Regions from separate parts of the Zea mays genome. Here region 2 is linked to region 1. Evidence: chromatin contacts called from public Hi-C data. All regions are on one chromosome and are shown on one strand. The core of a region is the stretch at or near the end of the contact, and the rest is flanking DNA. Distances in the headings are between cores, read along the strand shown. Region 1 holds the start of LOC100381988 (Transportin-1). Region 2 holds the start of LOC100285199.

Evidence for each region. A called contact is a pair of places that touch in the nucleus more often than the background predicts.
Region 2: a Hi-C map of tassel shows a contact between it and region 1, with 1.8 times the contacts expected there. The contact joins the promoter of LOC100285199 here to the promoter of LOC100381988 in region 1. A contact is called at or near these places in 2 of 25 Hi-C or Micro-C datasets (ear and tassel).

What each region holds. Positions count from the first base shown.
Region 1 is chr2:27,432,511-27,438,168 of Zm-B73-REFERENCE-NAM-5.0, forward strand. LOC100381988 (Transportin-1) reads left to right here and starts at 1,557. Exons shown (of 29, transcript NM_001174758.1): 1 at 1,557-1,846; 2 at 3,267-3,554; 3 at 3,657-3,746; 4 at 3,963-4,040; 5 at 4,110-4,190; 6 at 4,427-4,477; 7 at 4,693-4,778; 8 at 5,052-5,118; 9 at 5,203-5,259; 10 at 5,352-5,381. The coding sequence starts at 1,670.
Region 2 is chr2:27,898,627-27,904,474 of Zm-B73-REFERENCE-NAM-5.0, forward strand. LOC100285199 reads left to right here and starts at 1,458. Exons shown (of 9, transcript NM_001158093.2): 1 at 1,458-1,719; 2 at 1,924-2,604; 3 at 2,678-2,827; 4 at 3,032-3,302; 5 at 3,395-3,505; 6 at 3,597-3,771; 7 at 3,863-4,135; 8 at 4,206-4,400; 9 at 4,473-4,950. The coding sequence starts at 1,981. The coding sequence ends at 4,689. LOC118476293 (a long non-coding RNA gene) reads right to left here and starts at 2,266. Exons shown (of 2, transcript XR_004856161.1): 1 at 1,904-2,266; 2 at 1,629-1,832. It overlaps LOC100281164, which reads left to right and starts at 4,952. Exons shown (of 6, transcript NM_001154083.2): 1 at 4,952-5,848. The coding sequence starts at 5,016.

The DNA of each region.
Region 1 (5,658 bases), core at 307-2,806:
ATACATTGTCTCATCTCTTAGAGAATTAAACACTTTAACTGGTATGCGAATAAAGGATGATCCCTTGGGACTGGCTGCGGGAATCGAGCGCTACCCGATCCAACAAAAATGAAGCCACCAAGGGTAGACACTCTCCCCTCGGGGGCTCGGAGGCTACTGTCAGGGATTAGAACCCTGGGGGCCATGAGTCAAAAGGGAGGCCAATGAGAGGTCAGGCAAAGAAGGACCCGCCCCCTGATGGCCCGAGACACCGAGTTGAGGGGCTAGGTAAGGCAGAACTATGAGGGGTCAGAGGGACCGTAAGGACCCACTCGAGTGGATTATGTGTCTAACTGACATACTGCCCCCACCATTAATGACCGATTGCATTAACAGTGTCTTGCACCGAGCTACAGCGCGAGTGTCTTACACCGAGCTGCAACGCGTAAAGGAATTGCTGCTTCTTCCACTCATGGCCTACGCACCCTAGGCCAGAGCCCACTTATGACCTATGAGTCCTAGGTCTGCGCCTCACTCATAGCCTATGCCTGACTCCCCTACGGAGCCCATAACACGACGAGGGACACCAAAAGTTAGGCTATGAAGACTAAGAGTCGTCATGGAGCAGAGGGAGTGATGATGACACTTGGACTCCCCACCGCCCGCACACATTGTCCCGGCGAACTTAAAGAAGCACGACTAGAAAGCCAGACGACGAGGGTGAATATCGACGTACAGATCTTTACCGAGGGTAAAACACCTCGTTTTACCACAGCGCAGTGATCCCTTCCAAGGGAAGCCACTTGTAATCAACCCCCTCCTTAGTCTATAAAAGGAGGGTCAACCCGGACCGAGAAAAAGGAGACACAGATAATAGCACTCGACGACTTAGCCTGATAGCGAACACCCGATATGTAGATCTTCGGAACCAACATCGCTTAGAGATTGTGATTCTTCACTCTCTCATCCACTTGTAACCCCTACTACGAACAATCAGCAACAAGGTGCCGATAGTGAGAGCCCCAAAGATTGAAAGTAGAGAAATTCTCCTCGAACCAATATAAATTTTGCGACCACTACGCACACCATCCACATTCAAAATAGGCATATACAAATTTAGGTTAGTGCTGTTTTTCAAAACACCAACATGCTAGAACCTCAGATGTTGCACTATACTACCAATTACACTATATAAAATATGATTGATGTACCATCACATCACAATGCATATTAAGTGGCTGGCTAATACCTCCTTTGAAAGGTAGGAATTTCTCAGAAATCATATAGGAATTTCAGGAATCGGTTCAGTTTAAGGGCTAGTTTGGAAACCCCAATTTCCCACGGGATTCTCGTTTTTCCAAGAGAAAATGAACTAATTTCCCTTTGGAAAATAAGAATTCCGTGTGAAATTGAGGTTTCCAAGCTAGCCCTAACGGAAAAACACTGGAAACGAAATTTTTTCCCACCATCCAAAAGAGACCTACGGTTGCAAACAGGACCTTTAGTCCTTTACTCATCCTCGTTAGTCTTGACTCTTGCGCGTCCACCCCTGCGCTTTTCACTAGTTTGGATTCGGACTTCCTGCGCTCCGCCAATTGCTTCCTACTCCACCTCCTCTTCTCCCTCCCCAAGCCGCCGCCGCCGCCGCCGCCTCATCTCATCCCCATCACCCACTCCCGGCGGATCGTCGATGGCGGCGCCGGCGATATGGCAGCCACAGGAGCAGGGGCTCCACGAGATCTGCACCCTCCTGGAGGCGCACATCTCCCCCAACTCCGACCAGGCCCGCATCTGGCAGCAGCTCCAGCACTACAGCCAGTTCCCCGACTTCAATAATTACCTAACCTTCATCCTGGCCCGCGGAGAGGTGAGCCTTCCTTTCCTCCTAGTGGCACCTCCACCTCAATCGCTCGCTGGCTTCTTCCGATCGCCACGCCGTCAGCAAAGTCTAGGGTTTTCTCCGATGGTACTGGAGATTTGAAGCTTGTTGTTTGACTCCATAGACCCCTAGGTCGCCACTGGAATTTAGCACTTGGATCACACGTGCTAACTTCTAATCCAAATCGATCTTGATACCCTGGTGTTCTAATGGAAATGATAACGTACGTTATGTGCGCTATTTGTGTACACACAAAGGCAGAAAAGATGCGCTGGTGATCAAGCTAAAATTTCAGTGCCGACATAAGGCTACCTACCGTAGCATTTCAGTTTGATTCGGTGGTAATTTGAATTGTCTTGTTGCGGAGTCAGAGGTTCATGTAGGGCTTAGCCTACGCAGATTGTGCCGATGCACAGTAAGAGATGAGAGCTTGTTTCCATGTTAGTATTTTATGTCTACTACTTGCCACTGCATCATCACTTATTGTGGTAATGATTTCTCAAATTGCTCAGAATGTTTAAACTGCAAATGATGCGATATTTTTAGAATCCTCGTGCAGTCATGTGTGCACGTCAAAATCTTGCTCAGATGGTTAGTTAATTTGCCTACTTGAGTTCTAGTGGTGTTTGAGTTTCGACTGGTGATGCTCCCACTCCCACGAAGATCAAAGTAACCACTGGAGGTGAGCAGGGGCGAAGCCATCTAGGGCTTGCCGAGTGCACATGCACCAGGGAAAAATAGTTTTTAGTGATTAATAATTAGATTTTACCACTTGTGCAGTGTGCACACTCTAAATTTCAGTTGGAGAAGATTTTTATTACATGTCTATATTGAAATGTCAAATGTGCACTCGGATTATCTGGGCTCTAGTTTCGTCCCTGGAGGTGAGTGACTGCTTGATCCCACTATCTAAAACATTTTCCTTGTAAAAGTTTACTTAGAGATACATATGATAGGAAATATTTGGTCTTTTATGTTTTGATAGTGAGACCACACCAGGAACCATATGGTAGCATTGGCGTGATCTAGACTCTGGAACAACAACAAAAAAAACACATTCAGAGTGACTGCTACTTTTAACTTTCTGTGTACGATTTGTATTTTGGTTATTACCAAATTTAGTTTCATGTTTGATTGGCAATTATAAGAAACAGTGATAAACAATGAATTGAATCAATAAGGGTGTCATTTATTAATCATGGAGTTCATGTGGGATGAAAATAGTGGATTGCATGCTTCCCTTGTGTTCTTTTCCGTGCTTATTTGTTCTAAAACGTTTTCGACGTTGGGATGTCTCCTACTTGTTATGGAGCAAAATTATCTTCCGGTATGACTATGCTTGTAGGTCCAGCTATTTTTTTCTTCGACATATCTGACATGCATTTACTTTTTTTTTGTTTTGTACCAGGGGAAATCAATTGAAGTTAGACAGGCAGCTGGTCTACTACTGAAAAACAATCTGCGAACGACTTTCATCTCTATGCAACCTTCGTCCCAGCATTATGTTAAGTCTGAGCTGTTACCATGTATAGGGGCAACCAATAGGGCTATTAGATCCACAGTTGGAACAGTGATCAGTGTACTTTTCCAAATTGTACGAGTCGCTGGATGGATTGAGTTGTTTCAGGCACTCCATAAGTGTTTGGAGAGTAATGACCTGGATCACATGGAAGGTGCTATGGATGCGATATACAAGGTAATGTGCACTTCTGTCATACTAGGGGTTCCATGCATTAAACCAGCATGATGTAGTATATCTTACAATTTGCGTTCTCAAAGTCTTGCTTTCCGATGACAGATCTGTGAGGATGTCCCTGAAGAGCTCGATGTTGATGTTCCTGGTTTGTCTGAACGACCGATCAATGTGTTTATGCCAAAAATACTGCAGGTCTATATCCAATATCCAGAAACAACCAATTATATACCTACAGAATCGACACTTTGACTTCCTCTCTGTAAATGATCATATATATGTCTTCGTACACCAGTTGCCTATAATTCAGCTGAGCATGTATCTGTGGTGGCATATAGATGTTTGAACAGTCTGGTTTAACATATTTATGGGGTTTCATTCTGATACATGCTGCCTTTTTTCTTCCTTCAGTTCTTCCAGTCACCACATGCAAGTTTGAGAAAACTATCGTTGGGTTGTATAAATCAGTACATAGTAGTGATGCCATCGGTAAGAGTCCTAGTCCCATCTTCAGCTTATCTTTCTCAACACTTTTGACTCACTGTTGGATTCACACAGGCACTCTACATGTCTATGGATCAGTATATTCAGGGATTATTCAACCTTGCAAAGGACCCTTCAGCAGATGTTCGGAAACTGGTATTCACCGTAGATAATTACTTATCGTACCAACTTATTTGTTACAATGAAATTGCACATTATGGCATGCTACTTATTTGCAAGAGAATAAGATTCAAAAGCAAATGTAATTATTTCATACTTGAAGCAGGATTTATTTTCTAGGCTTATAGCTGATTTGTCAGCAAGCGCAAATGCCAATAATGATTGTTTGATGGCACATAACATCTTGCTAATTCTCCCTGTTTACTTGATAGGTTTGTTCAGCCTGGGTTCAGCTCATTGAAGTTCGCCCATCTATTTTGGAGGTGTATTAAATTTGCTGTCTATTTGACCTTTTTCCTGCACTCACTTAATATGTATTAATGATGTAATGTAACTAGAGCTCCAAACTTCTCCATTTTCCTTTATCTTTTTCCCCACAATTTTTATGATGGTGTACATGATTTTTTTTGCCTTGAACTGTATTAGTTTGGTTATTCCCTTGCTGTAGTGGATCTAACATTGGATATTAAAACTGCAGTCACATCTTAAAAATGTTACTGAATTGATTCTGCAAGCTAATAAAGATCCAGATGATGAAGTCGCTCTGGAAGCTTGCGAGTTCTGGTATGTTTTCAGTAAGCGAGTGTAATAAGGGTTGCACAAAGAATGCACCTAGTAATTTACATTGACTATCTGAATCTAAGTTATATTACTAGAATGAATGGGGCGCATACTGTGATGGACACACCCCTTTTACAACAATTTAATTAACTATTGGTTCTAACTTTTGAAGTTCACAATTTAATTTTGCTTAAATTCAAAACTAAGTCTGAATAACTAACTATATGGCCAGGAATCTGAAGCCTATTGTCATTTTTAAATTATTAAATCTTTCAGGTCTGCATACTGTGATGTGAGCATGCCTCCTGAAGGTTTACGGGAGTTCTTGCCACGCTTAATCCCGGTATATGCCTTTGCTGTACTTCAATTTAGTGCAGCTGTACCTTGGTGCTGGATATAATTTCTTACATTCCAATTTTTTTCCTAGACTTTGTTGTCGAACATGGTATATGCTGATGATGATGAGTCCCTTGATGATGCTGAGGTGTGGTAAACTTTTATATCTTTCATGTTTGATCCATTGGGTCATCAATGACAATATCTTATTCTTATAAAATATTATATATACATTTTCAGGAAGATGAATCCTTTCCGGACAGGGACCAGGTTGGGTTCATTCTTTTTGAGCAATATTCATAACCAATAATAGCCTAATTTTATGAATGTCTCTATCTGTGGGCATCCATTGTAGTGGTTAGACCTGCTTCCACAGAATGAAATTGTTAGTGGCTGAAACCCTAACCCTAAACCAGGGTTGGGTGATGTATTATAATAGAGGTAAGTGGGCCTAGGCCCAATACAGGATTACAGGGACAATCACACACAATACATCAGTACACACACAGTACATCTAACATAAATGATCACATATAGCTTTAGCTCA
Region 2 (5,848 bases), core at 208-2,707, 470 kb after region 1:
GTTGGGTCGCTGGTGGGATGAAGTAGTTAGGGTTTCGGTTTCCTTTTTGTTTTTTCTATTTCTTTTCTATTTCAAAATATATTTTAAATAACCCTAAAAATCATAATAATTATACCAAAATTATTTATAGCTAAAATATTTATTTTTAGACCAATAATTATTATATTATTTAATTGGATTTTCATTAAGAAGGAGATTCTACTAAATATCCAAAATCAAACATGAATAAAACAAAAAATTATTCTCTATGCAAAATAAAAATCAAATGTTTGAAAGAAAATTTATTACCCTAATTATCATTAATAATCTTAAATGTATTATTTTAGTTGATGGTTTTTATAATGTTTCAATTCCCCCTTTTCCTCTTTTTTTATATATTAATGCGCAGCTCTACTGCATATTTGAGAAAAAAAGTCAAAACAACAACAACCATGTTGCTCGAAGTTGTGTATAGTACTCGACAATGGATGTCATGGGAGTTGAGTGGATCGTACATAAGCGGTTGTACGAACCAAGTACACATGAGGCAGAGCGATGATGGAAGAAGTTGGTGGAGGCATCCCAATATATGGTGGCAGTGGCAAATCAACAATGTAGCGAAAAGGCATCCCCAAGATGCTAATGTAGTTGTTGTGAATGTCTATGTAGTATGTGTGAGGTCAACAGGCGGTGGACGACACAATCCCCATCAATGATCAGAAAAACTAAAAATTGTACAACAACAGTGGGATCTACCATGTACAACTCATGGGTGCATCGAACAATATCTCACATGCAGACACGGCGAGTGCACAACACTCGGAGAGGCGAGCTACTACAACCAATGATGGCACAACGGGTACCAACGACATTGATGGATATGATCACTTTTGCCCATCAACAACACTCATGATCTATCTGCCTTCATGGCCGCTTAGGGTCGGGGTATGCCTCCACGTGATAGGAATGTGGCTCAATGATGAGCCCGGAACGAGGCAGTAACGACCTAGCGATGATGACCACATGAGGAGATCCCGATCTTCTGTGCAACAGCTACGACAAAAAAAATCATTTGGATCGATACGATCGAGTGTTAAATGGTAGCGCTACCCCCACACATATAGATAGATCTCTCTCTCACCCACGATTGTGAAAGCTCATTGCGTCTAGAATTAAAATCTAAACCTAGACTCACGATATCATAAAAAATAGAATTAATGTAATTAAATAGATGTATTACATTAAACACTTGATCGATTTATATATAATATAGGACTTAGGATATAAAGCAACCTATAAATGCATATACATAATATATGAACTAACAAATATACTTTAACTAATACTATAGTCAGCACAGAAAGCATTGAAGAGCGATGTCAAACACGTCCTAAAGCAAAGTTTGTGCCTCTAGCTATTTAAATAATATAAATAAATAGATATCTACCTAACAAATGCGTAAAATACTGCCTGGAGGAAAACGAAGGAAAATAGAGCGAAGAAGAGTTGGTGGTCGGTAGCTACTGCTCCGTTGCCCAATTCTTCCCTCCTCCTCCCTACTGATTCCAGCTATCAGTCCTCTCCGCCAAAAGACAAGACCATAAAGATTACTCATAGATTAAAGTAGGGTTTGGACGTCTGCCTGTCCATTTCGGCGTCTGTTCTTAGCGGCCGACAAGCGGAATCTGGATCAAGTCCCCTGCTTCAACCCATCCCCTCTCATCGATTCATTGCCACAAGGTACGTACCAGATCACTTCTCCTCTCTCCTGATGCTCCTGCAATTCGATTTCAATTTCCTTCTGGGACTCGTTGCCAATTTCGCTAGTTCCCCTCCTGTCCTCGATTCTTACCCTGCATTCGAACCCCAACGATTAAGCTACTTTTGTTACCGAGAATGCCAACGATGTATGCAATCCGCTTACCTTGAACTGTTTTGGTCCAGGCAGCTGATTGCTCACAGCGTTGGATGTGAGAATTGGATTCGGACCCACCGATCGATATGCCGTTCGGCCACACGCGGCTCGATGTCCGGCGTCCGCCGCAGTCGTCCTACCTCTGCTGCTCCACAACCACCGTCGCCGTATTCGTCGCGCTCTGCCTGGTGGCTGTGTGGATGGCGTCGTCCATGCTCGTCACCCCTGCCGAGTTCCCTCCATTTCAGTCCAAAGTGCGTCCACTGAGGCCTCATGACTCTCCTCCTGCCACCGGAAGCTTAACCAGTGCTGATCAGGGCGATGGCATCACCACCCATGATGATCCACCACCTGCTACACAACAATTGCCTCCTGTAACAGACAGCATGGATGGTGAAAATCAGCAACAAGAACTTTTCACTACAGAGCGCGGACCATGGTCAACCAAGGCTGAACAATCTAACAAGGACGCTAAAGAGCAAACCTTGACGTCCAGTAGCCCACTGAGCTTCCGTTGGGCGTTATGCAACGTCGATGCTGGAGCAGATTATATTCCATGCCTCGACAACGTAGCAGCTATCAAGAAGCTCCGTTCCACCAAGCACTACGAACACCGAGAAAGGCATTGCCCCGAGAAATCTCCTACCTGCCTTGTTCCTCTACCAGAGGGCTACAGGAATCCAATTAGGTGGCCAAAGAGCAGAGATCAGGTTTGTGCTGTGCCTTAATAATGATGCTATATCTGCCAAGTCGATTTACTTACTCAATGTTTTATCGCTACAGATATGGTACAATAACGTTCCTCATACTAAGCTGGTTGAATACAAGGGACACCAAAACTGGGTTAAGGTTTCTGGAGAATACCTCACCTTCCCCGGAGGCGGGACTCAGTTTAAACATGGTGCGTTGCGCTACATTGATTTTATTCAGGAGGTAATACGCTTTCCATGTTGTCGGCTGCTAGTGTGCACTATAATATTTTCTTACCTATTTATTGAAAATATCTGCTAAGTTGATAGACAGAATGCTCATGATTCATTGAGTAGGCGCCCTGAACGTTTTTCCTTGGATTGAGTTCATGCATATATGTAGTAGTTATGCTTGTTTACTGGCATTTTTTATTGCTATACTACACAGGCAAAGAAGGATGTAGCATGGGGAAAACGAAGCCGTGTAGTGTTAGATGTTGGTTGTGGAGTAGCTAGCTTTGGAGGATATCTATTTGACAGAGATGTGATTACTATGTCATTTGCACCTAAAGATGAGCACGAAGCTCAGGTTCAGTTTGCTCTTGAAAGAGGAATACCTGCTATATCAGCTGTCATGGGTACAAAAAGGCTCCCATTTCCCAGTAGGGTGTTTGATGTTGTTCATTGTGCACGATGTAGGGTACCGTGGCATATTGAAGGTACTTTCTATCATGAGAATCCTGCTCTAGCACAATACAGTCCCTTTGTGTTAGCTGCTTCTGTGACACTATGCCTGTTAGTTATTTGGCAGGCGGTAAACTCTTGCTTGAACTGGACAGACTGTTACGTCCTGGTGGTTACTTTGTGTGGTCTGCTACACCCGTATACCAGAAGCTGCCTGAAGATGTTGAGATATGGCAAGGTATTCCATGCTTTAATTTCTTCTCTACAGTTATTACAGTGAATTACGAATTTCATGCCCCAAGAGTTATCTTTGTTCTGCCTTGCTGTAGCCATGTCTGCTCTAACCAGTTCAATGTGCTGGAAAATGGTCAACAAAGTAAAGGATAGGGTGAATAGAGTGGGTATAGCAATTTACAGAAAGCCAACAGACAACAGCTGCTACGAAGCAAGATCTGAAACAAACCCTCCACTCTGTGGAGAGTACGACGATCCTGATGCTGCCTGGTAACTGTTCTCAACAGGCTGTACCTTTGGTGGTGATCACCTAATTATAAACCTAATAATATTCTTGGGTTCATCCCTTATCACTGTTTAGGAACATATCGTTGGGGGCTTGTATGCATAAGTTGCCTGTAGATCCTACCGTTCGTGGTTCACAGTGGCCTGAGTTATGGCCATTGAGACTGGAGAAACCACCTTATTGGCTGAGAGGTTCTGAGGCTGGAGTATATGGGAAACCTGCCCCGGAGGATTTTCAAGCAGACTATGAACACTGGAAGCGAGTCGTGAGCAATTCATACATGAATGGTTTGGGTATTGACTGGTCTACTGTTAGAAATGTTATGGATATGAAAGCCGTATATGCAGGGTAAGGAGTCTAACCTTCGGAGCATGTGGAGTTCCTCTTTCACTGGGACTCATTTTTTTTTCTGTTGTAGGTTCGCAGCAGCTTTGCGCGATCTCAAGGTGTGGGTCATGAATGTGGTTCCAATTGATTCACCTGACACGCTTCCAATTATATATGAGCGCGGGCTGTTTGGACTGTACCATGACTGGTGTGAGTCGTTTAGCACCTATCCGAGAACTTATGATCTTGTGCACGCCAACCATCTGTTCTCCAAGGTTAAGAAGAGGTAATGCCGTCGTCCTTGGGTAGGGTACTGCTAAATTGCCTGGGGTGGGGGGCTGATCGTCTCCTTGTGCAGGTGCGAGCTATTACCTGTTATCGTGGAGGTGGACCGGGTGTTGAGGCCACAAGGCCGGCTAATTGTCAGAGACAACATTGAAACAACAAGTGAGGTGGAGAACATTCTGAAATCTCTCCACTGGGAGGTCCGCATGTCTTACTTCCAGGAGAAAGAAGGCTTGCTGTTGGTGCAGAAGACGACATGGCGGCCAAATGAAACTGAAGCTAAGCTATGATGCAGAGCCCTTGCCCCTTGGAAGGAGGAAAGGAAGATCTAGTGTTTGCAAGGTCCTCTACTTTTGTGAGGCATCTTTTATTTATGTAGAATTTGTAGAGCTATATGATTGGTAGATGTGGAGGAATCTGGTGGTTTCCAGCATATCCATATTCATCTGTGGAAGTGGAACTGGTTATCTGATTCCCTTTTTTTTTTTGATTCATCCATTCGGAAGGGGAAGGTAACGATAAATAGAAAAGGAATTGAGAATTGGCGGAGGTCAAAGGCCCAACACAACCCAATCCGGAACCCCAACCCCACCCCCACCACCAAGGGTCCAAAGCCATGCGTGCCGCCATGGCGGCGGCGGTCCTCCGACCCACGGCCGCCACCCTCCGCTTCCTCTCCACCCCACCACACCAGCGCCGCCGCGTCTTGGTCGGACACCTCCCCTTTGCTCGCCGACGCCGCCACTCCTCCACCGCTACGGCCCCAGCGCTGGAGGACTCCAGCCCCCGCAGTGGCGAAGGCAAGGCCGTGCGCCGCCGCCGCGCCCGTGAATCTCCCCAGGGCCTCCTCCGCCACCAGCTCGACATGTGCTCCCGCAACGCCGACCTCACCACCGCGCTCCGCCTCTACGACGACGCCCTCTCCCCGGACAACCCCATCCCGCTCTCCCTCCACCACTACAACTGCCTGCTCTACCTCTGCTCCAACGCCGCCGCTACCGACTCTGACAGCCATATCTCCGCCACCGCCGCTCAGCGCGGCTTCGACATCTTCGCCAGGATGGAGGCCGACGGCGTCCAGCCCAACGAGGCCACCCTCACCAGCGTCGCGCGCCTCGCCGCCGCCACCCGCGACCCTGCCATGGCCTTCTCCGTCGTCCGCCGCATGGCCGCTGCGGGCACCCCGCCGCGCCTCCGCACCTACGGCCCCGCCCTCTTCGCCTACTGCGATGCCAAAGATGCCGACGGCGCCAAGCAGGTCGAGGCTCACATGGACGCATCTGGCGTCGTGCCCGAGGAGCCCGAGCTCGCAGCGTTGCTCCGCGTCAACGCGGACACGGGCAAGGCCGATGAGGTTTACAGGCTCCTGCACAGGACGCGCGTCCTCGTCAGGCAGGTCTGCGACACCACTGCCCAGGTCGTCGAGGCCTGGTTCCGGTCGGACGCAGC